Linked DNA regions of Mus musculus: regions 2, 3, 4, 5 and 6 are each linked to region 1. A link is a contact called in public Hi-C, HiChIP or PLAC-seq and Micro-C data. All regions are on one chromosome and are shown on one strand. The core of a region is the stretch at or near the end of the contact, and the rest is flanking DNA. Distances in the headings are between cores, read along the strand shown. Region 1 overlaps Runx1 (runt related transcription factor 1). Region 2 has its middle 47 kb from the start of Gm30474. Region 3 has its middle 22 kb from the start of Gm30530. Region 4 has its middle 19 kb from the start of Gm30474. Region 5 has its middle 75 kb from the start of Gm41499. Region 6 has its middle 4.8 kb from the start of Gm30530.

Region 1 (3,992 bases), core at 1,349-3,848:
ACCACCGCCCGGGGCATTTTGAAAACAACATTGTTCGCCTCCCTAATTCCAGAAGTTTCTTAGAGATGCCTTTTTGGAAGGACTGCTTGGCTTGCTGGGGACATCCTCCCACCAGGCACAGCGGGCAGATGGATGTGCCAACAGACCTGTTCTAGCTGTACGTCTAAGGAAATGAGCTGTTTTAACAACACAGAACCCAGCGAGCTGGATAGGTAGTTCAATGACTTTTCCAGAATGGTACTTAAGGAGCAGAGCCCATCTCCACTTGGGTTGGAGCCCATGGCCTTATGGTTTAAATATAAAACGCATTATAGCTCTTTATTTAGAGAGCCATATGCCATTTTTAGGGAGCAGCCTCGGTTCTCTCTCTGACTTCGGTGGTGGACAGTGCAGATAGGTGTCTCAGCGCTGTCATTAGTATCCATTATTTATTAGGTTTTGATGGTGGATTAGAAACCAGCTGGGAGGGTTATGCGCCCCTTCAGTGAAAACCTCCTCACTAAGGTCAGGACTTCCAAGTGTAACCTTTGGAGGCTCAGGAGAGGGCAAGGGATCCAGCATAGTTCAGGCCTCCAAAGTTCAGGGTCAGGGAGAAGAGGGAGACTTCAAAATTTAAAAACAGCCTCAGGTTTTCTGCCACAGGGCAGACTCCATTGGTAAAGAAGAAGCGAAGGATAGACAAAACACCAGGCAATGGTCTAATGCCACCCAGGGAGCAACGCTTGCTTTCCCAAAGATCAAACCATGGCAAAGGCCTTCTGGCTGCTGGCTACAAAGACGTCTGAAACCTTCTGACCCAGAGGGAAGTCCGTCTGAGAACACAGTCTGTCACATGAGTTCCATGGCTAAGTGTGGTCACACTGCGTGTGACTGCAGACTCCCTTCCTTCTCTGTGTCCCTCTTTCCTCCATTGCCAAGTCTGAAACCATGCTGCTCTCAACACAGTACAAAGAAGACCAGACTGAGTTGGAACTGCTGGAGCAGCTTGAGATGCAGGAGTACCCTGAGATGCAGGAGCACTCTGAGATGCTGGAGCACTCTGAGATGCAGGAGCACTCTGAGATGCTGGAGCACTCTGAGATGCAGGAGCACTCTGAGATGCAGGAATACTCTGAGATGCAGGAGTACCCTGAGATGCAGGAGCACTCTGAGATGCTGGAGCACTCTGAGATGCTGGAGCACTCTGAGATGCTGGAGCACTCTGAGATGCTGGAGCACTCTGAGATGCTGGAGCACTCTGAGATGCAGGAATACTCTGAGATGCAGGAGTACCCTGAGATGCAGGAGCACTCTGAGATGCTGGAGCACTCTGAGATGCTGGAGCACTCTGAGATGCTGGAGCACTCTGAGATGCAGGAGCACTCTGAGATGCAGGAGCACTCTGAGATGCTGGAGCACTCTGAGATGCTGGAGCACTCTGAGATGCTGGAGCACTCTGAGATGCTGGAGCATTCTGAGATGCAGGAATACTCTGAGATGCTGGAGTTCCCTGAGATACTGGAGTACTCTGAGATGTAGGAGCACTCTGAGATGCTGGAGAACTCTGAGATGCTGGAGAACTCTGAGATGCTGGAGCACTCCGAGATGCTGGAGCTGGTCACTCACAAAAGGACAATTCTGAAGTAAGTGAGAGAACAGGGTTGCTCCAGTGGCTACCTTTCTGTGGTAGATGCTGCTAAGCATTTTCCTCCAGACAGACACGTACTATAATTTGTGTACTTTTCAGAGAGCAAGTGGGCTCCTAGAAACAAGCTGACTTCTCTCAGCTTGCCCATCTCGCAGGCCTGGGACCCTCCCTCTGAGAAGGCTGTCTCACCCTCCGCTCTAGCCCTGTGCCTCTTCCATTGGCCATTTTGTAACTTCCCTAAAATCAGGAGGGTCTTGTGAAATTTTCTCTAGAAGAAATTTAGAAATTACTCCTGGAAAGCTCCAGTGGGTCTCTTCTCTTTCAAAGTCCTTTCCCGAGAGCAATCCACAAGTTTAAATCCAGTTCCCAAAAGTCCCAGGAACCGACAACCTGATCTCTGGAAAAACACAAATGAAGATTTCTCTGGAATTCTCAAGCTATGGTACAGTGAGATGGAAAGGGGCTGGCATTAACAGTCTCTCAGGATCTAACTGAGTTTTTTTTTTTCCTTGATTTTTTTATTTCTTGATTTTTTTTTCTTATTTCTTGACTTTAATAGTTAAAAGCAAAAAAGGAAGACTTACTCAACGAGGCCACGTTGGACTGAGGAACAAAGAGGCCATCTTCCTGGACAAAATGTCCAACTTCAGGGACATTTATTTTTTAAGTAGCAGGGTGGAAGGGGGGATTTTTTTTCTTTAATGACCTAAGCTGAAACAAAGGCGACAACAACAACAACAACAACAACAACAACGACACCCGAAATATCTTTGTCTTTCCTCAGGAGAAGTGTCTTAGGACAGAGTGGCTGCTACAGCGGAGGTGTTGCTCAATGTTGTGTTACAACACTATTCCAACTGTCGCTGGGGCGGGGATGGCAGTCTTGCATCAACCCCCTGCAAGGTGTTTCCTGGGCTTTGCAGACAGCAGTGGGGGAGGTGCTGCTCCTCTTGTGAAGGCAGATAATGCCTCCCGCTCCCTCAGCTATCTTCTGGGGCTCGCCCTGGAGATAACAGCTTCACTGCCTGAGGGAGCCCCACGCTCCCAATTTGTAGATCTATATTGATGAAGCTTTTTGTGTTTATCAGACACAGTTTTATCATTCCTCTCCAAATGCCCCCAGTCACACTCAGCCTTTGAACTTTGGCGAATTTATCAAATGGGAGCAATGATTGAGGAGATGTAAAGGCTTATCTGGAATTCTAAAGAAAGAGGAACCGAGCCACGGATCTCTCTGCTAGAGCAGGTCTTTTGGGTGTGTGTGTTTGTGTGCATGGGCTTGTGTTTGTGCGTGCTTGTGTGTGTACGTGTACACACATGAGCACAGGCATGTGTGTTTGCACATGCACACGGGCACATGAAAACAGAGGAAGATGTTTCTTATCTGGGGCAGTAGATTGCTCTATGTAGACATCTTATGCATTTTGTTTTCCTGGACACCTTGCCTTGGATCTTTCTCAAGGCCCCAGAGCAGGTGGTTGAGCTCAGCCTGACTCGCAGTGTGCACAGAATGACAGGCCCTGCATAAGACCCACTTTGACCTCATTTAGATCAGGACTCTCTGAAACCAAGTATCAGCCCTTGAATGGGATTCATGCTGGCTTGTGTTACTTGTATCTTCTTAACAGGCAAACAGCACGAGGCTTTTGAAAGGTTCCAGACACCTTTAGAATCTTGTTCCTTCGTTTTTTTTGTCTTGTTCCTTCTTTTTTTGTCTACTTTTCTCCCCCTCTCTCTCATCTCTCTTTGTCTCTGTTTCTTTCTGTCTCTCCGTCTCTCTCTCATTCTTTTATCAAATTCTACTCTGCAAATCAATATAGAAAGGCGGGGAGGTGGGGACAGATGAAGAGGATGAGGCCCCTCCCTATGCTGGCACAGAGGCCCCTGCGATGCTCCCAATATCAGAGAGAGGTATGGGAGGAAGGAGGAGAGAGAAGGGGAAAAGAGGGGAAGGAAGGAGATGAGAGGGAGGGGGAAGGAGAGGGAGGGGAGGGAAGAAGAAGAAAGGGAAAGCTCTAGTTACAGACCTGGAGGGAATTTCAGAAGGGAGTCCCTGCCCCAGAGTCCCCGTTCTTCCTTGGGTTTGTCCTCCAATCTCTTGTCCTCCAATCTCTCAGCAGGCTGTCCTTCTGAGAGGTACGATTACTCACCATTGGCAGCTATGGAAAAGGCAGCCTGATAATGAGACTGAGATGAGGCCTTTCATCAAATGATCTCTGCCATTATGTCCCCCCCCCCCCGCTTTCCTCTTCTCCTTATTCCCCCTCCTCCTCATCACACACACACACACACACACACACACACACAGAGGCACACACACATGCACAGAGGATGAGAGAGAGAGAAAGAAGAGAGGGGAGAGGTG
Region 2 (3,763 bases), core at 584-3,083, 370 kb after region 1:
GAGGAGCTAAATAAATGAATATTTCAGCAAAGTATTTTTATCTTTTCCAAGTACAGCCAAGTGACTGGTCAATTATCTTCAATAGATTTGGGTTCTAAAAGCTGTGTGTGAGAAAGGACAGCCAACGCAGGAGATGGATCCAGTGTTTGGGCTAGAATGTCGAGAAACCAGTGGCAGAGATTTTCAGGCAACCGTGAGTCTTGGTGGCCAGGATGGGCACCTGCCATACAGACTGTAACTGCAATATTCTTTCTGAGATCAAAGCTGTGGACTGCTGTGACAAAAAGCCAAGAGGGAGAAGAGAGTGACAGTGTGGGAAGCTAAGGACAGTGTTCCTGGTGGAGGAAAGGGTTCCGAGAGCTGTGACCTTTGAACCAACCCCTGACCGACAGCCAGGAAAGCCATTTGAAGACCTTGAGGTGTTATTACTGCTTTTATAATAGCAAATTACATGTTAATCTCTTAGCTCAACCACAGAGCACTCAACAGCAGCCAAAGACACACACTCCTGCCCTTTCTTATGACGGAGGAAGAAAATGAGAGCCCAGACAGAAGGAGGGAGTCTGATTCACACCCACACTGAAGGGATCTACAGGGGAAGGAGGCTGCTTCCATCTCCTGGGCTGTTGATCATGATAACTGGTGGAAAGCTTGCCTGAAACCAGAAACCACACTTGGCTGTAGCTCTGTTGCTTTGCTGCATCCTCACACCCTGTTTCTTCCTGTGGCTAACAGCAAACAACCACTGGACCTGCTACCTCTCTTAGCCCATTAAAGAAAACCTGGGTCATTCCAAACACCATCTTCCCATCAAGCCCAGGGTTTGTGAGGCTTAGAGCTGGCCCTTTCTGAAATGTTTCTCCCTGAAGGAAGCTTAGTAGTCTCTCTCTCTCTCTCTCTCTCTTCTCTCTCTCTCTCTCTCTCTCTCTCTCTCTCTCTCTCTCTCTCTCTCTCTCTCCCCCCTGATGTGAAAGAGAGAGAGAGAGGCTACCTGGAGACATAACCTCATTGTCCCACAAAACACTTGAATAGTATTTCTCCAAAGTCATGATACATGTGACCTCACTTGGAAGTAGTTTACATATTTAGTAACTTCAGTGTGACTATTCAGTGTAATCATTCTGGATTAGGATAGCTGCTGAGTCCAGTAACAAACATCTTTCCTGTATGAGAGGGAGACTGGAGACTTGGAGCCTCAGCCAGGAGAGATGCACAGAGATGTAGTAGGGGTGAACCAAGTCAGCCTCAAGCTAAAGAAAGCCCAGGATTGCTGCCAGAAACCAGGGGCCAGGAGAAGGGCATGGAGTGACTGGTCCCGGCTTATTTGGGAGAAACCAGCTCAGTTTACATGTTAACTTGTGAATTTTAGCCTCAATATTGTCGAGAGGGAAATCTCTGTTGTTTGACAACAATAGGTTGGTGGTATCTTAGTATAATAGTCACAAAAATCCAATGTATTTGGTATGAGTCTCCATCATTGCTGAGAAGGCTAATTGTTAGTTATTGGGGGCCAGTGAGGTGGCTCAGCAGGGAGGAGTGCCTCACGCACACGCACGCACACACACACACACACACACACACACGAGTGTTCAAAACATAAGTGTCAGCCAGGGCCCTACAAGAAAGCAAAGAACCAAACCCTTCTGCCTAGAGACAAAGAGACAACCAAACAACCAACCAAACAACAAACAAACCTGGCAGAGGAGTCTTGGGAGCAAGAAAAACAATTGTCAGCATAATTCTGGTTCCAGCCATTTCTGCATTTTAACACATGCTGGTGTCTTGAAACTGGAATCCAGGGCAGACAGTTCCTGGTTGAGGAACTAAGGGCCTGAGAGGGAAAATCCCTTCAGAGTCCCTCGGAGAGGTGCTGAGCTGTGGAAAGTGAACCCAGGGGCCTGTGAAGAGATTCTGTGAGGGGAGCCAGCACTGTTGCTGGGAGGTGGGGAAGGGAAGCAGGAGACAGATCCTCGCCTTTGCAAGCTGCAGCGTACTGGGCCAGCACAGAGGACTGGCAGCTTTGGCTTTGCCCTGGCAACATAAAGATTCATGAAGTGGCTTTTTAACACTTTGGACTATTGAGATTTTACATTGATCACACTGAGACATTAATTTCAGGCTCTTTTTAAAAATGCTGGAGGTTCAGCCAGGCCCTTGTGCCAGAAGGCAGAGGTGTGGCCGAATGAGGAAGATGCTAGGTGCTCAGTCCCTCCCTGCGCTGTCCTATGGTCACAGACTGCTCTGCTCTGCATCACAGGCCTGGTCTGGTTCACAACAGGTCTTGGGACCCACAGATTACTAAAGAGATGCCCACTGCTGTGGAGGGGCATCTTTGGGCATGGGAAATACCACAGAGTGGCCTTCAGGTCCAATTGAGGAATGGCTTGAGCAGGAGGGCATCTGTCCCTTATGTAATGAACCTACATCGGAATACAGCTTGGCTTGCTTAGCATATTGGGCACAGTGGCTTTCAGAAACTTCTGGGAACAAAATCCCAGGTCTAAAACTCAAGCAACAAGCACTGGCTGTTTAACAAGGCATACGTAATGGACGTCAATTGGGTTTCTCAAAGCAATCCTCCTCAGATGCCTAGAGCCACACGCAGGCCCTATGGACAGACAAACAGGGAAGACGACACACACCAGAACCCAAGGAAGCCCTCAGAGTACAGAGGCTGGGATGAGCGCTTAACACCCATCACGTAGGGGATGCCGGGGCCGCTGAAATGCAGATGATTCTTAGAACGGTGGACTCATGTAAGAGCTTTCTAAATGGTTACACAGCTACCATCTGGAAAGTCTACCATTAGGGTGTTCATCTTAAACAAAAGACAGAATACAATCAACAAATGTGTAAATTTTCTTGAATGTAATTGCTATCTAACTTAGTAGTTATGCAAACATTATACAGTATAGTGTTTATAATATGACCTGATAGATGGCTGTTTGACACAGCTGCACCCCCTCCATTAGTCATTAGTTGGCAGCGTTGTGGTCTCTTGACAGGGACAAAGGGAGAATCTTACAGCTTCTCCCAGTTTCTTAAGCTATGGACTGTGGCTCTTGGTGCTCTGTGGGTGTGGCTCCAGTGTTCTTCCTCTCAGGAGGAGCCCTTGTTTGGTGAACCCTGCTGTCTCTTGGCTGATGCCTGCATCTCCTGAGCTCTGCCTCATCTGTGTATCTGGTCATTCTTAAGGTTTGTGTCTGGAAACTCCTGCAAGTGACTGTCTTGTGACTGGGTTTGGGAGTCTCCTGAACAATTCATGACAGTCCTTCCCTGTTGGAACCACTGACTTACTCCTACCCGTAAAAACCTCTTTTCATTGTGAACTAACATTGATTGGCTCCAGAGACTGGACCCATAGTCCCCAACTCGCCAACTTCCTCCTCCCAGACATGAAAAGAGATTCTATATCTTCATGTATGTTTTAGCTCCCTCTTACAGTATCTGTTAACTTCAGCAAGGGCAATTTACTTCAGGCAGATTAAAATAAACAAGATATGTATGAATTCTTTCTTTGTATACGATCCTGTGAGTACTTCTGTCTAGAAGCCAAAATGAAATCAGAATACCAATACAAGGCATAACTGCCCTTGGGAGTATTAAAAATCTCATTCAGTATTCATGACTCCCAAATACACCGAATATAGAAGCACACAACATTCTCAATTTTATTCAATAAAACCGAGAATATTGGGTAGGATAGAAAAATAATGAAATCTAGAACAATAAATAGCAGCTGGTTCTGACTGCCCACTGGCGC
Region 3 (3,464 bases), core at 24-2,523, 500 kb after region 1:
TTAAGTATTATGATACTTTTTGTGTGTGACTTTTTTTTTTGTAACTTGAGGTTCTCAGTGTGAACTTTGTAGATGACAAAATCGCACTGTAGCAATATCAAAACCTTGGGCCTGCCTGCAGGGATTCTGATACATTGATGAGACCTCAAACCAGCAGTCCCTTCCCCCTGCATCAAGGAGAACATGAACCATTAGCCTGGCTCTGTGGACCCATGACCCTTTGCTGACCTCTGTATGTCTCCAGGCTGTCCTTGAACTAGCCTAGCTCAGGCTTCTCCATGACTTTGTTGTTCCCTTGGGCAAAGTAGCTCCAAGCTCTCTCATTACGTTATCTGTGCATCCCCTCCACCCCCAACGTGGAACTATGTGCTTTTTCCAGGTTTTTTGGATTGGTGCAAACTTGGGAAACAAATTCATTCCCTAGATAATCTACACGCAACCTCAAAGGAAATTTCAAAACCTGTCTGTCCCCACTTCCTTCTCATCGCAGGGCAAGCACATCACTAGCATAGATCACATAGTTACACACTGGCCTTGCCTTCCACATGTAAGCAACCTCGGTGCTCCCAGTATTACCTCAGTATAGCCAAAAATGCAGAGAGGAAAAAAAATCAACAAAACAAAAGGAATGAATTCCCCAGGTAAAATAGAGCTCACGAGCCACGTGAAACCATATCCCTAATCCCTCATGACCAGGGATTTTAATAAGACACATCCAACTACCAACGAGTTCAAATCCTCCAAGAGAGCAAAAGATGCTGAGCTCTGCCCAAGGCAACATCCAGTAGCCCTATTCCAGGCCACGGGGATTCGGCCACCGTGGGGCTGTAAGGCCAACCTCGTGTCCTTGTAGGAAACCCCAGAAAGCAAGACTCTGTGGATTGGTGGCACAGTGCTCTGAAGGTCAGGAAGGCCATGGGCCTCACCGTCCTGAACATTCTCCATTGGGTCTGTGAGTCAGAGGAGAGTCCCAGTAGGAGGAGCACTGAGAATGTCCACAGGTCCCATGGCCATGAAGAAGCCGCCAAGGGAGCTTGCTTTGTGTTACACGGTCAGGTAGAGTCCACCTCCTTTTCCAGAGCAATCTAAGCGTAGGCTCTGTGTTCCACAGGGCATACAGCTCCATGAGCCTCTCTCTCCCCATCTCTCGTGAGATGCCTGAAGAGCAGACAACAGCAAATTTTGGAGCTTCACTGGTGACAGAGAGAGAGGCTGTGGGCAGGCTAGGCCTCAGCACACAATACACAAGTCAGTCTTCAGTGCTCCCCAACCTTCCTAACGCTGAGACACTTAATAGACTTCCTCATGCTGTGGTGACCCCAACCGTAAAATTGTGTGTGTTGCTACTTCATAACTGTAATTTTGCTATTGTTCTATATTGAAATGTAGATACCTGTGTTTTTGTATGGTCTTAGGTGATCCTGTGATAAGGTCCTTTGAAACCGTCCCCCGAAAGGCATCATGACCCACAGGTTGAGAACCACTGGCTTAGGAGCATATCTTCTTTCAGGAACATTTAAACTTCTTGAAGCTTTCACCCTTACCCCCAACAAAACATTTTGTTAACAGTCAGCTTCCTCTTTCTGACTCACGATAGAAATCTTAAGGCACGCACACAGGCAAATTTGAAGAAGCTGAAAGTCTACACTCCCATTGTCTGAAAGAAGGAGCAATAAAGACTGTCTTCTATGTCCTTCCTGACTCTACAAAAACCCTGTTTACAATAAGCTTGTATTATTTATACAGCCTTCAAGGGGAAGCTCTCTGTGTTAATGTTTTTATGGTAGTTTTTCTCATCACTGGAGAATTTGGGCTTTTGTTTTAAACAATGTTTGTAGGCTATATATAGTGCATCTGGTATTAAAAGCGATGTACCTTGCTCACGTCTTAGCCAATAATCTCTTTCTTGTTTTATGATGAGAAAACCAGAGTCTATAATCACCCAAGTCATTCGTGAGCAAAGCGAGGGGCCAGCTCCCAGGACTGGGCTTCACCACTGAGCTATAGCAGCCCACTAGACAGCTGGAGCATCTAGGGTGTGACAAAAACACAATGGCCTTCATGTATCACAGACACAAAGCCTCAGGTACCCCAGGCTAGCCTAAAACTCCTTATATAGCTGGAGGCTCACCTTGCACCTCTGAATCCCCTGCCTGCACCCTGAGTGCTGTGATTACAGGCTTTGCACCACCACATCTGGTTTATCCAGTGCTGGAGAGGGAACCCAGGTCTTTCTGTATGGGCTTAAGCACTCTCCCACTGAGATATGTTGCTAGCCCAAGAAGACTTCTGAATAAACAGAAATTATATGAACTACCAGTGGGAGGAAATGCTCCTGATTTGGAGAGTGGTAGTGATAGACAATTAAAATTATTTAAAGAAAACCATGGTAAAAATATATTTCTCAGACGGGCAGTTGGTGATACACGCCTTTAATCCCAGCACTTGGGAGGCAGAGGCAGGTAGATTTCTGAGTTCAATGTCAGCCTGGTCTACAGAGTGAGTTCCAGGACAGCCAGGGCTATACAGAGAAACCCTGTCTTGAAAAACCACTATACACACACACACACACACACACACACACACACACACGCACGCACACACACACATACACGCACACACACATGCACACACACATAATTTCTCACTGTGTCTTTCTGTGCAATTTCTAGTAAAATATGAACCTGAAAATGTACAACCCTCACCTTCCTCTTTGGCTTTATGACTAGCGGTTTCAAATGTGACACTGAACATCTCTTGAGGCAGCCTGAATCTGTATCCCCAGGCCATGTCACTCAAAGTTGGCTCAAAACAAACCCTCTCTCATCCTCCTCTGAGTGAAAATGGAGCTCTGTGTGGCAGGTTCCACATGGAGAAGCACCTCCGACCAAATGGAATGCTTGTTGGGAGTCGCATGCGAAATGCCCGCACTGGGCAGACAGACACGTGTTTTCACACATCCTCTGAAGGGCAAGATGCAGTGGGACTGTTTCCCAGAGAAACAATTAGAGAATACTGGAGCCAGATAATTTACAACCTAATGTTAACAGTGAGAGGGGTAGATTCCCACAGTCGTGTCCCCCAGATAAGAACAGCCTTGGAAACTGGACCCTCACAAATCTTAGATGTCACAACACAGGGGTCGGGACCTCCTTCTCCTCCGACTCTGAAGAAAGCCAAAGGCAGATCCCCTCTTAGCGAATGCGTGTAAAATACAAGATTAGCTAGCTTTGCTCCATCGTTGAGTCTGCAAAAAGAAATACTGTTATTGTTGGTTTTGAAATTTTGTTTCCTTTTATTTCACTGAGGCTAGAACATGAAGCAAAATGGCAAGCTTCCCACCACATAAAGAAGCCATTTGGTCCCGTCGAGGACAGAATAAAAATTCTAACTGTGGCATACAGCTAGCACCTGCTCTGGAGCCAGGAGGGAGACAGGACCACAGAGGGGCCAATCTCCTGCTT
Region 4 (3,869 bases), core at 592-3,091, 430 kb after region 1:
ACAAGAAACCAACACGGCTGATTCAGGCACGGTGTCAGACTCTGCAAGGCTAAGAGTGTAAGAGAAACAGGAAGCCTGAAGAGTCTGTCTGGCTCAAATGGTCCCTTTCAGCGTTGGTTTTTAGCTTGGTGAAGAGGAGATATCACTGATTCAGAAGTCAGGCTAATGAAGAAGGCACAGTGCATCTTCATCGCATGTGCATGCATTCGAAGCTTAAATGTTAGGTTACTTTGGATAGCAATCCTTGAACAAGAAGACACCTGGTGGTTTTGCATCCTGGGCATCTCAACCCAGGATACGATAGTGAGGACCACTCTTCCACACCCTCAAACCTGACGTCACCTCACACAACTCTCATGGGAGACCTGAAAACAACCCCAGGGACTCAGGCCTCAGATGACATCGGGGGGGCTCCAAAAGCCGGAAGAGCTTTGCCTCTGTGGAGTCCAGATCCCGTTTTGCAAGCTTCAGAGCCACAGAATAGCTCTTCCAGCACCCTGTGCATCTGTCAGGCAGGTTTTGAAAAAAAAAATTGAAACTGCAGTAAGTTATGAGTCACAATAGTGATATTTTACATGAACTCAATGTAGTGACATCCAAACTCTTAAATTGAGTAGGGAGGCCTTAAAGGGGCTTGCAGGAATACCTTAGATGTCGCCCTTGGTAGACTAATAGAGAATTGTGACCTTTGGACTCTGAAAGTATGCAAGAAATCAAATTTAAAAGTCATTTTAATTCTTTCAGAAGGCCACCAGAAACTTCTAACAAGAATCATTACCCACAGCTATATATGTTCTATTCTCTGAATAATGAAATTACCGGAGACTTCAAGGATACAAGTGTCAAATCACCAACAATTTTGGAAAATATATTAAGCTTCCTTATGTTGTAAATAACACTGTCTTAAATGCAATTTACAAAGCTAAAACTGTACTCAAAACGGCAGTGTCTCATCAAAATACATTTTTCTTTCTTCCTTAAAAGCAGAGGGACCCATCCGAACTCAATATACATTTGAAGCTTTGCATGGTCATTATGGAAATAAACTGTGAACTGTCCTGGCTTTGGTGCCAACATGCTGCCTCCCAGGCTTGCAAAACGAAATCTGGTAAGTTAAATAAATTACAGGAAGAATATTCTGTCTTAGAAAATAAACACACACACACACTGTCGTTGCTCTGATGAAAGTGTTGCCCATGTGTTGATAATGAGGGAGAAGTGATGTTATACTCGGTTTAGGCAAAATAAAAACGCGGTGTCAGTGGCACAAACTTAAAATAGCCCCAAGTACCCACAGAATTGCAGGGGGTCCACACACTACCTGACTTCCTCTCAGAGAAAGCTCTGGAGATCACGGCCATTTGGAGAGGCTCTGGAGTGACCAGAACACAGCTTCACTTCAGAGCACCCCAGGAGACACTATCTCTGAATTCCAATAAGCATGGTCTCTGAAGATGAGTCCTCTAAGCTAAGGAACTCTTTATGGAGATGGTAGCCGGGATGATGGCATTCCACGCCTAAGTAATCTCACCGCCAAGCAGTGCGTTCTCAAGAATACACTTACATCACGAAGTGTTCTCACTCAGAAAGCTATTTAATGCTCTGAGATGCTCCGGCCCCTCCCCACTCAACCCTGCCTTTCAGCGTCTAGTTTGTCTTCGCACAAGAAGGCTGTGCGTGTCCGCACCAGCCATCAGAGGCAGCCCTGCCCGCTCCTGTCCAAATAGGAACGGGGAGCTAGGATGTGGCTGGAAACAGCAAATGACTTCTTACTGAAGAAGATGCATTGTGGTGCAGATCGGGAAGGGAAAATAGAGCACCCCCTGAACCGGTGACTAATCGTGCAGGGCAGACATAACAAGCAGCAGGCTGCGAGGAGACTTATGAATCACAGGGCAGAAAGGAATCCATCTAAGTGGAGAAAATAAATTCTCTAAACCGACAACTAGCAATTCAAAAAAAAAAAAAAGTCCTAAATACAAGCTAACATTTTTCTACCCCAGAGAAACGACAGCCATCGAGCTTCTTATCGAGTGTCTTATGTGTTCATATACAAGTCTGAAGTTAAAAAAAAAAGTTCCAAATGGTTGTTTTTTTCAAGCACCTCAGTCCTGGTGAATAAGGATTTAAAAGTCATTTTTGAAAGACAGCGTGGGGCAGTAAGAGCATGGGGGGGGGGGGCTATTTGCCCTGTACTGAAACCACTTCAGAGAATACCTTGACTAGTTAGTTTTATAGACTTTTTTTTTTTTTTTTTTTTGGTTTTTCGAGACAGGGTTTCTCTGTGTAGTCCTGGCTGTCCCGGAACTCACTTTGTAGACCAGGCTGGCCATGAACTCAGAAATCCGCCTGCCTCTGCCTCCTGAGTACTGGGATTAAAGGCGTGCGCCACCACGCCCGGCATTATAGACTTTTAAATGTGTTATTTACATTGATTCTTAACACTCGAAGGGGAAATTAATAAATTGAGTGAGAAACTGAACCAAGAGTTCTCAAGAATCCTCGCACGGAAAGAGTGGGACTAAGATTCCCTCTGTTGGGACCGTGAGAAAGGAACACGCTGCTTCAAACTGGTGTCACTCGCTTTCTGCTGCTTCATGACACATGCAAGTAGCCGGGTCATCTGTCACTCCCTGCCAGCTCAGAACTCCACCTTCTGGAACCAACCAACTGCGAGCATGCTTTATTCTGAACCCAGGAAAGCTGAGAAAGGCCAGAAGACACGGAGCCTCCAGCAGGTCCACAGGGCCAGTTCACATGATTCTGTCAGCTATATATTGCTAGAGATTTTATCATTTAAAAACCAAAAGATATATTTATTTTACTTATGTGAGTACACACCAGAAGAGAGCATCAGATCCCATGCAGATGGTTGTGCACCAGTGTGTAGTTGCTGGGAATTGAACTCAGAACCTCTGGAAGAAAAGCCAATGCTCTTAACCCCTGAGCCATCTCAAGACTTTGGCATTTTATAGCCAGTCACAGCTAAGTGAAAGCTGAGTAGGTGCTTGCACAGCAAGCATGAGGACCGGGGTTCGATCCCCAGAACCCACTGTTAAGGAGCTGAATGTGGTGGTGCAAACTTGTAATCCCTACACTGGGGGAAGGGGGACATGGAGATTGGCAGATCCCCAGGGTGCCTTGGCCACCCAGCCTTGTCTTCTTGGCAAACTTCAGACTAATGAGAGAACCTGTTTCAAAAATTCAAAGGAGAAGGTGGATTGTGCATGTGGAACAGCACCTATGGCTGTCCTCTGACCTCCACACACATGTGACATATGTCCATGTATACATACATGCACACACACACACACACATGCACACATGTATATGCACATATACACACATGCACACCTGTGTACACATATATACACATGTGTATGCACACACATATAAGCACATGCATGCATGCACACACATGCACATGTGTGTACACATACCCACACATGTATACACACACCCACACATGTGTGTACATACACATACACACATGCGTATATACACAAATATACATAACTGCACACATACATACATGTATACATATGTATACACACACAGCTTTCTACACCTACACACACACATAGAAACACACGCACGCGCGCGCACACACACACACACCGCTTTCTGTCTGGTTCTGAAACTCAGAGAGCTAGTCCCTTCCCATGGGGCTTATCAGCTTCTTGGGAATAATGACATCAAATCCTGCTCAGGACAGACTCTGGGGATGGAATTGCCCTCAATTCCAGAGAGAATGTGGTAAGAGACCTCATGGCATAGCAGAAACTTGGCGGGGGGTGGGGGGGTGGGGTGCTATTACTTATTTTTAAAGCTCTATTTGGAAATAACTTCCTGGTGATAGAGACTATTTT
Region 5 (3,854 bases), core at 582-3,081, 320 kb after region 1:
CTAAGCATGCATGTGTGCCTGTGTGTGTTCATAAGCATGCATGTGTATCTGTGTGTGCACAAGCGTACATGTAACCATTGAGTTTCCTGATAGTCCTGATGTGTTGTTTTATTTCTAAGTGATAACATAATTATCCTGGAGGAATGCAAGTGACAAAACTTTCAATACGCCATAGCTTATTAAGGGAACTTAAGATGGGCAGGAGGGTTGGTTCAGCAGTGCACAACACTTGTTGATCTTGCAGAGGATGAAGGTTTGATATCCAGCAACTATGTGGCAGCTCATGACCAACTATTCTTGGGCATACACAATTCTCTTCTGGCTTCTGTGGGCACTGCACACACATAGCTTATATACACACATGCAGACAAAAAACCCTCCTACACATAAAATGAAAATTCTTATAAAAAGTGCACTGATTGCAAACATTTAGAAGTAAAATTAGAGCATGTTTCTTTTGGAATTGGAGCTCAGTTTCAAACTAAACCTAAGCCAGGCACTTGTCATACGTTGGATTGCTTCTTCCTAAAACAGTTATGCTGAAAGCTTCCAGCCCCACCTGTTAAATGTTTCTGTATTTGGAAAGAGGGTTTTCATAAATATAAGCAAATTGTCTTCAAAATGGACCCTTAGGAGCTGGGGAGATGATTCAGTGAGTAAGATGTGCACTACAGACTTGAGTTCAGAACCTCAACATCCCTAGAAAAAGGAGGCCAAGGCCACAACTACCTGCAATCCTAGCAGAGATAGGAGGATTCCTGTGGCCAGAAATTCTTTCCAAAATGCTGAGTTCCTGACCCAGCAAAAGGCCCTGCCTTAAAATATAGGATGTAGAGTAAGAGAGAGAAGCACCAGATAGCAACATCTGGCCTTCACAAGCATGCACACATACATGTATACACACATACACACATACATACACTCACACACACAAATGCACACACATGCATACACGCACAGGTGGGGCTGGAAGCTTTCAGCATAACTGTTTTAGGAAGAAGCGATCCAACGTATGACAAGTGCCTGGCTTAGGTTTAGTTTGAAACTGAGCTCCAATTCCAAAAGAAACATGCTCTAATTTTACTTCTAAACGTTTGCAACACACACACATGCATACACGTACACACACGCACAAATGCACGCACATGCACAAATGCATGCACACACAAAATACACATGCACAAACATATGCACGCATATCCATACATACAACTGCACACACATATGCACACCTGTTATGTGTGCATATGACATACACATGCACACATACACGTGTACACACACATGCACACACATGCACAAATGCATGCACACACAAATACACATGCACACACATATGCACACACACAACTGCATAATACAACTCTACACATATGGACACACTCATGCACACATACACATGTACAGACATGCACACACATATACACAATACATACACATATACATGCACACACATGCACACATATACACACATGCACACACATATACATACATGTACACACACACACACACAAAAGATGGTCCCTAATCTAAATATGTGCACAGACACACAGGTAGAAGGCCACAGTACAACCCAGAGACTGGGCAATGCAGCCACTTGAGGAGGGGTGCCAAGAATTTTCAATTACCGCAACCCCAGAAGATATCAGGAGTGGTCCAATCCATGTGGCCTGGCTCATGCCAGAATGTCAGAATTTTGGGAGAACTCTCTAACCCTCCCATGAGACGTCCATGGAATTTTAATATGGCGGCCCCATGTAGCTGATTCCAGGCTTCAGGCTGTGGAGGAAGGGTGTTGATGGAGAACTGATCACACACTTGGGGAAAGAGGAAGAGAAGTAAGTAGCTGTGACACAGGAGGGGTGATGTGTTCTGGAAAAAGAGGAAGTCTTGACGCATCTACTTTTCTTGTTTTCGTTTTCTTGGAATTCAAAATACTTAGAAAAGGGCTCCTGCAAAGTGCGTGTTGCAGGCAAGAAAATTGATCCATAAATCTGTCTGGAGGTCTAAAGTTTCATCAAAGTAGGTTAGACACTTTGTAAAACAGAACCAACCACTACAAAAATCACCAAGAGGAATGTAAGTCCATGCCACCAGCGTTGGGCTTTTAAAAGAAGGAACACATTTTAGGGAGTTTCCTCTTGGAACATTTCTCTCTGATTCTAACCTGTGGGCAGGATTGTCCTCCATTCTGCTGTCTCCATGGAAACAACACTTAGAGATCTTTATGTCAGCAGTGAATGAGACCAGGAGAGCATTAGGTAATAGTGCCTGGATGGCCACAGCAAGAAATGTGCATTATTTGCATAATCTACATAAAATGCTGTAGAGGGTGCTGGGCAGGTTTTCCAGTGAAGTCCTTCTCTTGTCCCTGAGAAGAAATGGAGGGGCCTCTTCACTGGCTGATGGACAGGACAGTCATGGCACAGGGAAGGGCAGGTGGCTCTGCTGCACTATGTCCCCAGGTAATGGCTGTGCACTGAGTCTGAGCATACTCACAAGTTCAATGCCAGACCTGGCCTCTGCTTCTGTTTTAGCCTAGGGCCTGCTTTTCCTTTTGATCCAGCATCCCATTGACTGAAATGAATAGTGCCTGCCCTCTACCAGAACATGGCCACTTCTCAGAGCATTAGCATATGCCAACAAAGGCAATCTATTTTCGAGTTAGTCTTTTTTATTCTTAGGAGGAGAAACCCATACTGCTTTTAGAGAGATGGACAGGTGGAGCTACTCCCAGAGAGATAAGGAGATCTTACAAGGATGCTTTCAGAGCAAGAGGAACTGGGGAGGTATGTCTCGGTTCCCTGTTAGGTGACAAGGGCCATGCCTTCGCAGGAGACTGACCACACTGACTCTCCTCAGTTCATGGCTTCCTTCCCTCTATCCCATCTTCCACATGCCCCTGGGTAAGGATGCCTTTCTCAAGGGTGAACAAACACCTTGATGGTTTCTGGTTCCCCATGGAACTACACTAACCCTATAGTACCTCTGCCAGGCAGAGCACACATTCTCAGATTTTAAATGGCCACAGCAAGCACAGTGCCAACCTCCATCTTCTCTTCATCTTCTACCCGTCAGAAACATGTCCCTTTGGTCACCCATGCTCAGATCACCACCAGCAAGGGCTGCAACTGCCCTGTCAGGTCTGTATTCCAAATCTGTAACGTCCATACCCTGGCAAAGGTCCTTGCCACTCCAAGGTCACCAGTGTCTATGTTTCTGCCAGAATGAGGCTAGCCTCAGTGGTACATGAACCCACTCCACCCTCCAGCTTAAAACCTCTCCACTGTTTCCCCAGGGGGATTAGCACTCCTGAGATCCCAGATAACTCCATCAGGCCACTGCTTGTTCCTTAACATGAAGCTGTATTTCATGCCTTGATCATGAAATTCACTGATAGATATTTGAGCTGTTCTCAAATTTTACACTTCTCCAGCAGTGACTTTCAGGGGATATGGTTTGAGTGTGTAATGTCCCCCACAGGCTCATGTGTATGAACACTTTGTTCCAGCAGGTGCCTCTGTTGAGGAGTTTATGGAATCAGAGGGCGTTGGTTGGAAGATTTGTGTCACTGGAGATGGGGCCCGTGAGGATCATACCTACTTCTGGTGCAGGCTGAGCTCTTTTCTTCCTGGCAGCTACAGGAATGTGACTGATGGCTACAAGATCCTATTGCTATGTTCTTCCTACCTCATGGACCACATTCTCCAACCCAGTAGCCGGAATAAGCCTTCGCCCTTAAGTTGCTTGTATCAGATATTTTATGCTAGCGTATGGGGAGGTAATGGTGCAGCAATGTGTGTCTCTGCAGTGCACATATATGGAATGGCTGTGTTATGGGGGAGGCATATGGC
Region 6 (3,964 bases), core at 36-2,535, 480 kb after region 1:
GGGCATGGAAGAGGAAGAAGGGAAACGAAGATGAATGGGGAGTAAGAGGGAAGAAAAGGGACAGAAGATGGTGACAGAGTCTAGAGCTAATGCTCATACCAGCAATGAAAAACAGAGCTAACATATGGCCCAGGCCAAGACTGGTGCCCAGGTTGTGTGTGCTCACCCTTCTCTATGCTCTCTATGGCTATGTGTTATTTTGTCTTTTCTCAGACGTAGAGAGGAATCATAAATGTGAGCCACCATGCGTTGTATGTAGAACCCCAGCTTCATTTCTGGTCTTCTACTAAATACACACAATGGGTGAATTCTGCTAGCCAGGGTTAGTCCTAGATCCTTCAGTGACTAGCAGTGCAGTTACTCTGCCTCTCTGGGTCTCAGTGTTAAGTTTTGAGTTCAAATCCCCAGGATGCCTTTAGCTATTGTGAGTTACCTAATGACACAGAATCTAAGGAAGTAGCATATGTCATTCCAATCACAGGACACAAAAATGGTCAAGCCCTTCCAAACTCCAACAGCTATCATTCTGCTTATGATAGAATCCTTGGCTCATTCTAAACCATCAGTTCCTCTCAGTATAGCTTGGGTATCATAAATGTTAGAACATCTGGAGATGATTCAATCTCACCAGAACCCCCATTATAAAGTCTACACGGCCCATTTATTATTGCACATAATAACTAATCACATTAGTCATTGGCCTTAGAGGGCAAGCTATTAAAGCAATAGAATTCTTAATTTACTTAGTGCAGAGTTTATCAGTCTGTGTACAACGCTTACTCAGAGGTGCTACATCACCCAAGCGTGTGGTCGGGTAAAGTCACCTCCCATACAGCAAGCCTTATCTGCTGCCACACAGTTTCCAGAAGCAATTCTTTCTAAGCTGGAGATCTGTTATCTGCTGGCTCCTTCCTAATGCCTTTCCTGGAATAGGTCATGAGCAGTTGAGTCAAAAAAGGCTTCCAAAGAATTAACTCCACACTAACAGAAGAGTCGCCGTGGAACCCTCAGATGCGTGAGTCTCCAAAGGCATGCGTTGGAACTAGACTTCCAGTGTGCCAAAGCAGATGGCAAACTGTATAATTAAAATACTAATTTTTAGAGTATTCCACATGTTTTTAAAAAAAAACCCTGGTGCCAGAAGCACAGTACCAGGTATGTAACCATGGAGATTAGCTTGCCTAAATAATAATCACTTGTGTAATTACTTTGGATTACACCTTACACGTTGTAGTCTCAATCCACACGCAAATCTAGTCTCACAAGGTAAGCTGAGCACGTAAAAACCATGAGCTCTTGTATGCCCTCCTGTGCTGTTTGAGCACTTTCACCACGCTGTGAGAGAGAGAGAGTCAGGAATGGGAGGTCTGAATTTGCGATAAACACTGACATATTCTCTACCTGTTCTATCCTCCCTGGTCTCTTCTCCTCTTCCCTTCCAACTTCTCACAGAAGAATAAACACAATGGACTTTATTAGATCAGATAGGGACTCTTAGGGGATGGAGGTTTGGGGACTCTTAAGGGATGGAGGTTCCTTGGGAGTCAAATGGGGACACTGAGGGGAAGCAGGTTCCTTGCTGCTTCTTGTGCTAAGAACAACAAGCAAAGGACAGGTTGGGCTATACCTCTTAATATACCTGCTCCACATCTTTCCCTCAGCCCTCTGCTGACGTTTCCCCTGGCTGTGACACTCCTTGGATCACTTCATCCTCATCCTACCCCAAATCGAGAGGACGTGAGGAATAAGTCCCTCGTTTTCCTTTCTTTCCAAACCTCTATACTGATACTTTTCTCTTTGATGTGTTTCTGGGGGAGAGGGAGTGCACATTTGTGATCATGTGGGTCCTGGAGACTGAACATTGCTCCTCATGTTCACAAAGCAGGCTCACTGCAGTTGTAGACGCCCCCCCCCCCAGCCCATTTATGACTATCTTAATTACCCCCCTCTCTACAGCACACATCGTTTTAGCAGATAATGTCTTCATCTGGGCTTTTGGTTATGTGCTCCCATTTCCTTGGAGCCTCTCCTTATAGATCACTCCCCTTACCCCCATTCTAAGCCAGAGGTGCCTTCTGCCTTGTCTTCCACTGAGAAGCCTCCTTGGTCTTGTCCACTCTATATTTCTATTTTTAATGTATTCTATGAGTGTGTTGGAGCATACTCATGCCCTCTAGTCATCTCTTGCTCTTCTCATTGTCATGTTTCCCAACAAAGCCCAGACTCCCTTCCCTAGTGTCCTACTAAGGGAGTTCTCTAAAGAGTTAACTACCAGGCAACAGGACCTCTTTCAATAATAACTCACCTTGGGACTCTCCGGGGCATCATCTTCTCACTTCACATCAACTGCCACCCTTAGAGATGATCCCTTGGGCTTCCCTGCATAGCTCACTATGATCCCTCCTCTTCTCTTCACTGGCTGCCTCCTTATTCTCCTTCCTTTCATTACCATTTTTAAACTGACGGTCTTACCTGGCCTCCCCTCTCCACTGTTCTCTCAGCCTTGACTCCATCCCTCTTCCGGATGACAATGATAGCTTATTTGCAAAATTATTGAGCACCACACACTCCTTTCCAACCCTCAAAGTCAAGGGCATCTCTCTCAACTCATATCTCCAATGTTCTTAACCACTTCAAACTTAATCATTTCAACTTGATCCCTGCCTCTTCCTCAGCTCCTGCTCCCAACGCCCCTCTTATTTTACTAGTGGCACCCAGATGCCCATCACCCAGAGTCAAAACCTAGGACAAATCTTTATCTTCTCCATGTTGGTCCTTACATTCATCTAAACACAAAGTCTTTGTGTTGTCCAAATGTCTACATTTTCTTCTTGCCACATATTCTAGTTTGCTTTGTGTTGCTGATAAACACTGTGGCCTGAAGTAACTTAGGGGAAGAAATGACTATTTTAGCTTGCACTTCCAGATCATAGCCCATCATCAAGGGAAGTCAGGGCAGGAACGCAAGCAAGAGCTAGAGTAGAAACTGCTCACTGGCTCATGCTCAACTAGCCTTCTTATATAGCAGAAACCCACCTGCCTAGGTATAGTGCTGCCCACAGTGGGCATGACCCTTCTACATCCATCATAAATCAATACAATATATCACAGATGTGGCCACAGACCAATACCATCATGTCAATCCAGTGAAGGTTCCCTCTTCCCAAGTAACTCTATGCTGTTGTCAAGTTGACAATGAAAACTAACTAGGATAGCATAATTTTTTGCATTCCTGTCTCTGGTCTCTACTGCTCTTAACCACATTTTAAGGAATTCTAAGATTTCTCTTTGGGTACATCAATCACCTCTACTAATTACAGCTATGAGATCAAACACTCTCTTTTTAGGTTAGGAAAAGTGTGCCTGACCTGTCTCCCCATCACACTTTATAACCCAATTTCTCACAATCCCCAGCAACATCATTACACTTCTCCTCATGGCCACCTTTTCTTCCTCTGTTCTTGGACTTTAAGATGGTCTGTCTGCTGTCAACACTCATTCTCCATTGTCACCTGTACAAGTGTTACAAAAAGGACCTTTAAAGGCCAGGTCCTGTGCACCCAGCTGTCTCCTGTAAGCTGCATTTTATAATACATTGATGGAGGTGTCTGTGTTCACTCCCCCAAATATCATGCTTTTCTCCCCTGTATCCATGTCTGATCAGCGCCTTGCTCTTAGCAGATGCTCAGTAAAGGTTGATAGATGCATCAGTCATTGGTTAAGTGCCAGTGGTAGCGTAGATCCCATGAGACTCAGAAGATTCTGGTCAATTCACATCAGGTTCTCTGGACTTACTACTGAACACATAAGATATAAATTAAAGGCTGCTACCTCTTACTAAGATGGTGACACCTAAGTCAACGAAGTGTACAAGGAGCCCACCACCTAGCACTTGGTATGTGGCATTATTATGAATGTGTATCGGGAAAGTTTGACTTGAGACAGGGTCTCAGAAGCCCAGGCT

The links. A called contact is a pair of places that touch in the nucleus more often than the background predicts. HiChIP or PLAC-seq counts read pairs in DNA pulled down with a chosen protein or histone mark.
Region 2: a contact with region 1 is called in an H3K27ac HiChIP or PLAC-seq map of microglia, with 6 times the contacts expected there. The contact joins two enhancer-like sites. A contact is called at or near these places in 1 of 39 promoter capture datasets (neural stem cells), 5 of 484 Hi-C or Micro-C datasets (brown adipocytes, embryonic fibroblasts, nephron progenitors and 2 more) and 6 of 115 datasets of contacts at active chromatin or transcription factors (bone marrow-derived macrophages, craniofacial prominence, double positive thymocytes and 3 more).
Region 3: a Micro-C map of the G1E-ER4 cell line shows a contact between it and region 1, with 2.3 times the contacts expected there. The contact joins two enhancer-like sites. A contact is called at or near these places in 6 of 484 Hi-C or Micro-C datasets (the G1E-ER4 cell line, brown adipocytes, embryonic fibroblasts and 2 more) and 1 of 115 datasets of contacts at active chromatin or transcription factors (acute myeloid leukemia).
Region 4: a contact with region 1 is called in a Micro-C map of the G1E-ER4 cell line, with 7 times the contacts expected there. The contact joins two enhancer-like sites. A contact is called at or near these places in 1 of 15 datasets of contacts at CTCF or cohesin (the G1E-ER4 cell line), 44 of 484 Hi-C or Micro-C datasets (the AML12 cell line, the AtT-20 cell line, CD8 T cells and 28 more) and 1 of 115 datasets of contacts at active chromatin or transcription factors (craniofacial prominence).
Region 5: a Hi-C map of bone marrow-derived macrophages shows a contact between it and region 1, with 28 read pairs. The contact joins two enhancer-like sites. A contact is called at or near these places in 1 of 39 promoter capture datasets (the C10 cell line), 1 of 15 datasets of contacts at CTCF or cohesin (the NIH/3T3 cell line), 8 of 484 Hi-C or Micro-C datasets (B cells, the C10 cell line, bone marrow-derived macrophages and 3 more) and 6 of 115 datasets of contacts at active chromatin or transcription factors (bone marrow-derived macrophages, craniofacial prominence, embryonic hindbrain and 2 more).
Region 6: a Hi-C map of the G1E-ER4 cell line shows a contact between it and region 1, with 6 times the contacts expected there. The contact joins two enhancer-like sites. A contact is called at or near these places in 1 of 15 datasets of contacts at CTCF or cohesin (the G1E-ER4 cell line), 5 of 484 Hi-C or Micro-C datasets (the G1E-ER4 cell line, bone marrow-derived macrophages, embryonic fibroblasts and 1 more) and 4 of 115 datasets of contacts at active chromatin or transcription factors (acute myeloid leukemia, craniofacial prominence, double positive thymocytes and 1 more).

The regions. Positions count from the first base shown.
Region 1 is chr16:92,713,158-92,717,149 of GRCm38.p6, forward strand. The region is part of intron 2 of Runx1 (runt related transcription factor 1); the gene reads right to left. Among named protein-coding and RNA genes, the nearest start is that of Gm30281, 47 kb to the right of the region's middle. Within about 2 kb of position 2,599, at least 92 of the 459 cell types and tissues checked have an H3K27ac peak or open chromatin away from gene starts, as enhancers often do. A contact at or near this core is called in the G1E-ER4 cell line, acute myeloid leukemia, bone marrow-derived macrophages and 4 more, where this site is marked.
Region 2 is chr16:93,082,693-93,086,455 of GRCm38.p6, forward strand. No RefSeq gene overlaps it. Among named protein-coding and RNA genes, the nearest start is that of Gm30474, 47 kb to the right of the region's middle. Within about 2 kb of position 1,834, at least 22 of the 459 cell types and tissues checked have an H3K27ac peak or open chromatin away from gene starts, as enhancers often do. A contact at or near this core is called in bone marrow-derived macrophages and microglia, where this site is marked.
Region 3 is chr16:93,214,263-93,217,726 of GRCm38.p6, forward strand. No RefSeq gene overlaps it. Among named protein-coding and RNA genes, the nearest start is that of Gm30530, 22 kb to the left of the region's middle. Within about 2 kb of position 1,274, at least 28 of the 459 cell types and tissues checked have an H3K27ac peak or open chromatin away from gene starts, as enhancers often do. A contact at or near this core is called in the G1E-ER4 cell line, acute myeloid leukemia and granulocyte-monocyte progenitors, where this site is marked.
Region 4 is chr16:93,148,875-93,152,743 of GRCm38.p6, forward strand. No RefSeq gene overlaps it. Among named protein-coding and RNA genes, the nearest start is that of Gm30474, 19 kb to the left of the region's middle. Within about 2 kb of position 1,842, at least 35 of the 459 cell types and tissues checked have an H3K27ac peak or open chromatin away from gene starts, as enhancers often do. A contact at or near this core is called in the G1E-ER4 cell line, where this site is marked.
Region 5 is chr16:93,029,965-93,033,818 of GRCm38.p6, forward strand. No RefSeq gene overlaps it. Among named protein-coding and RNA genes, the nearest start is that of Gm41499, 75 kb to the left of the region's middle. Within about 2 kb of position 1,832, at least 65 of the 459 cell types and tissues checked have an H3K27ac peak or open chromatin away from gene starts, as enhancers often do. A contact at or near this core is called in bone marrow-derived macrophages, hematopoietic stem and progenitor cells, microglia and 1 more, where this site is marked.
Region 6 is chr16:93,196,661-93,200,624 of GRCm38.p6, forward strand. No RefSeq gene overlaps it. Among named protein-coding and RNA genes, the nearest start is that of Gm30530, 4.8 kb to the left of the region's middle. Within about 2 kb of position 1,286, at least 21 of the 459 cell types and tissues checked have an H3K27ac peak or open chromatin away from gene starts, as enhancers often do. A contact at or near this core is called in the G1E-ER4 cell line, where this site is marked.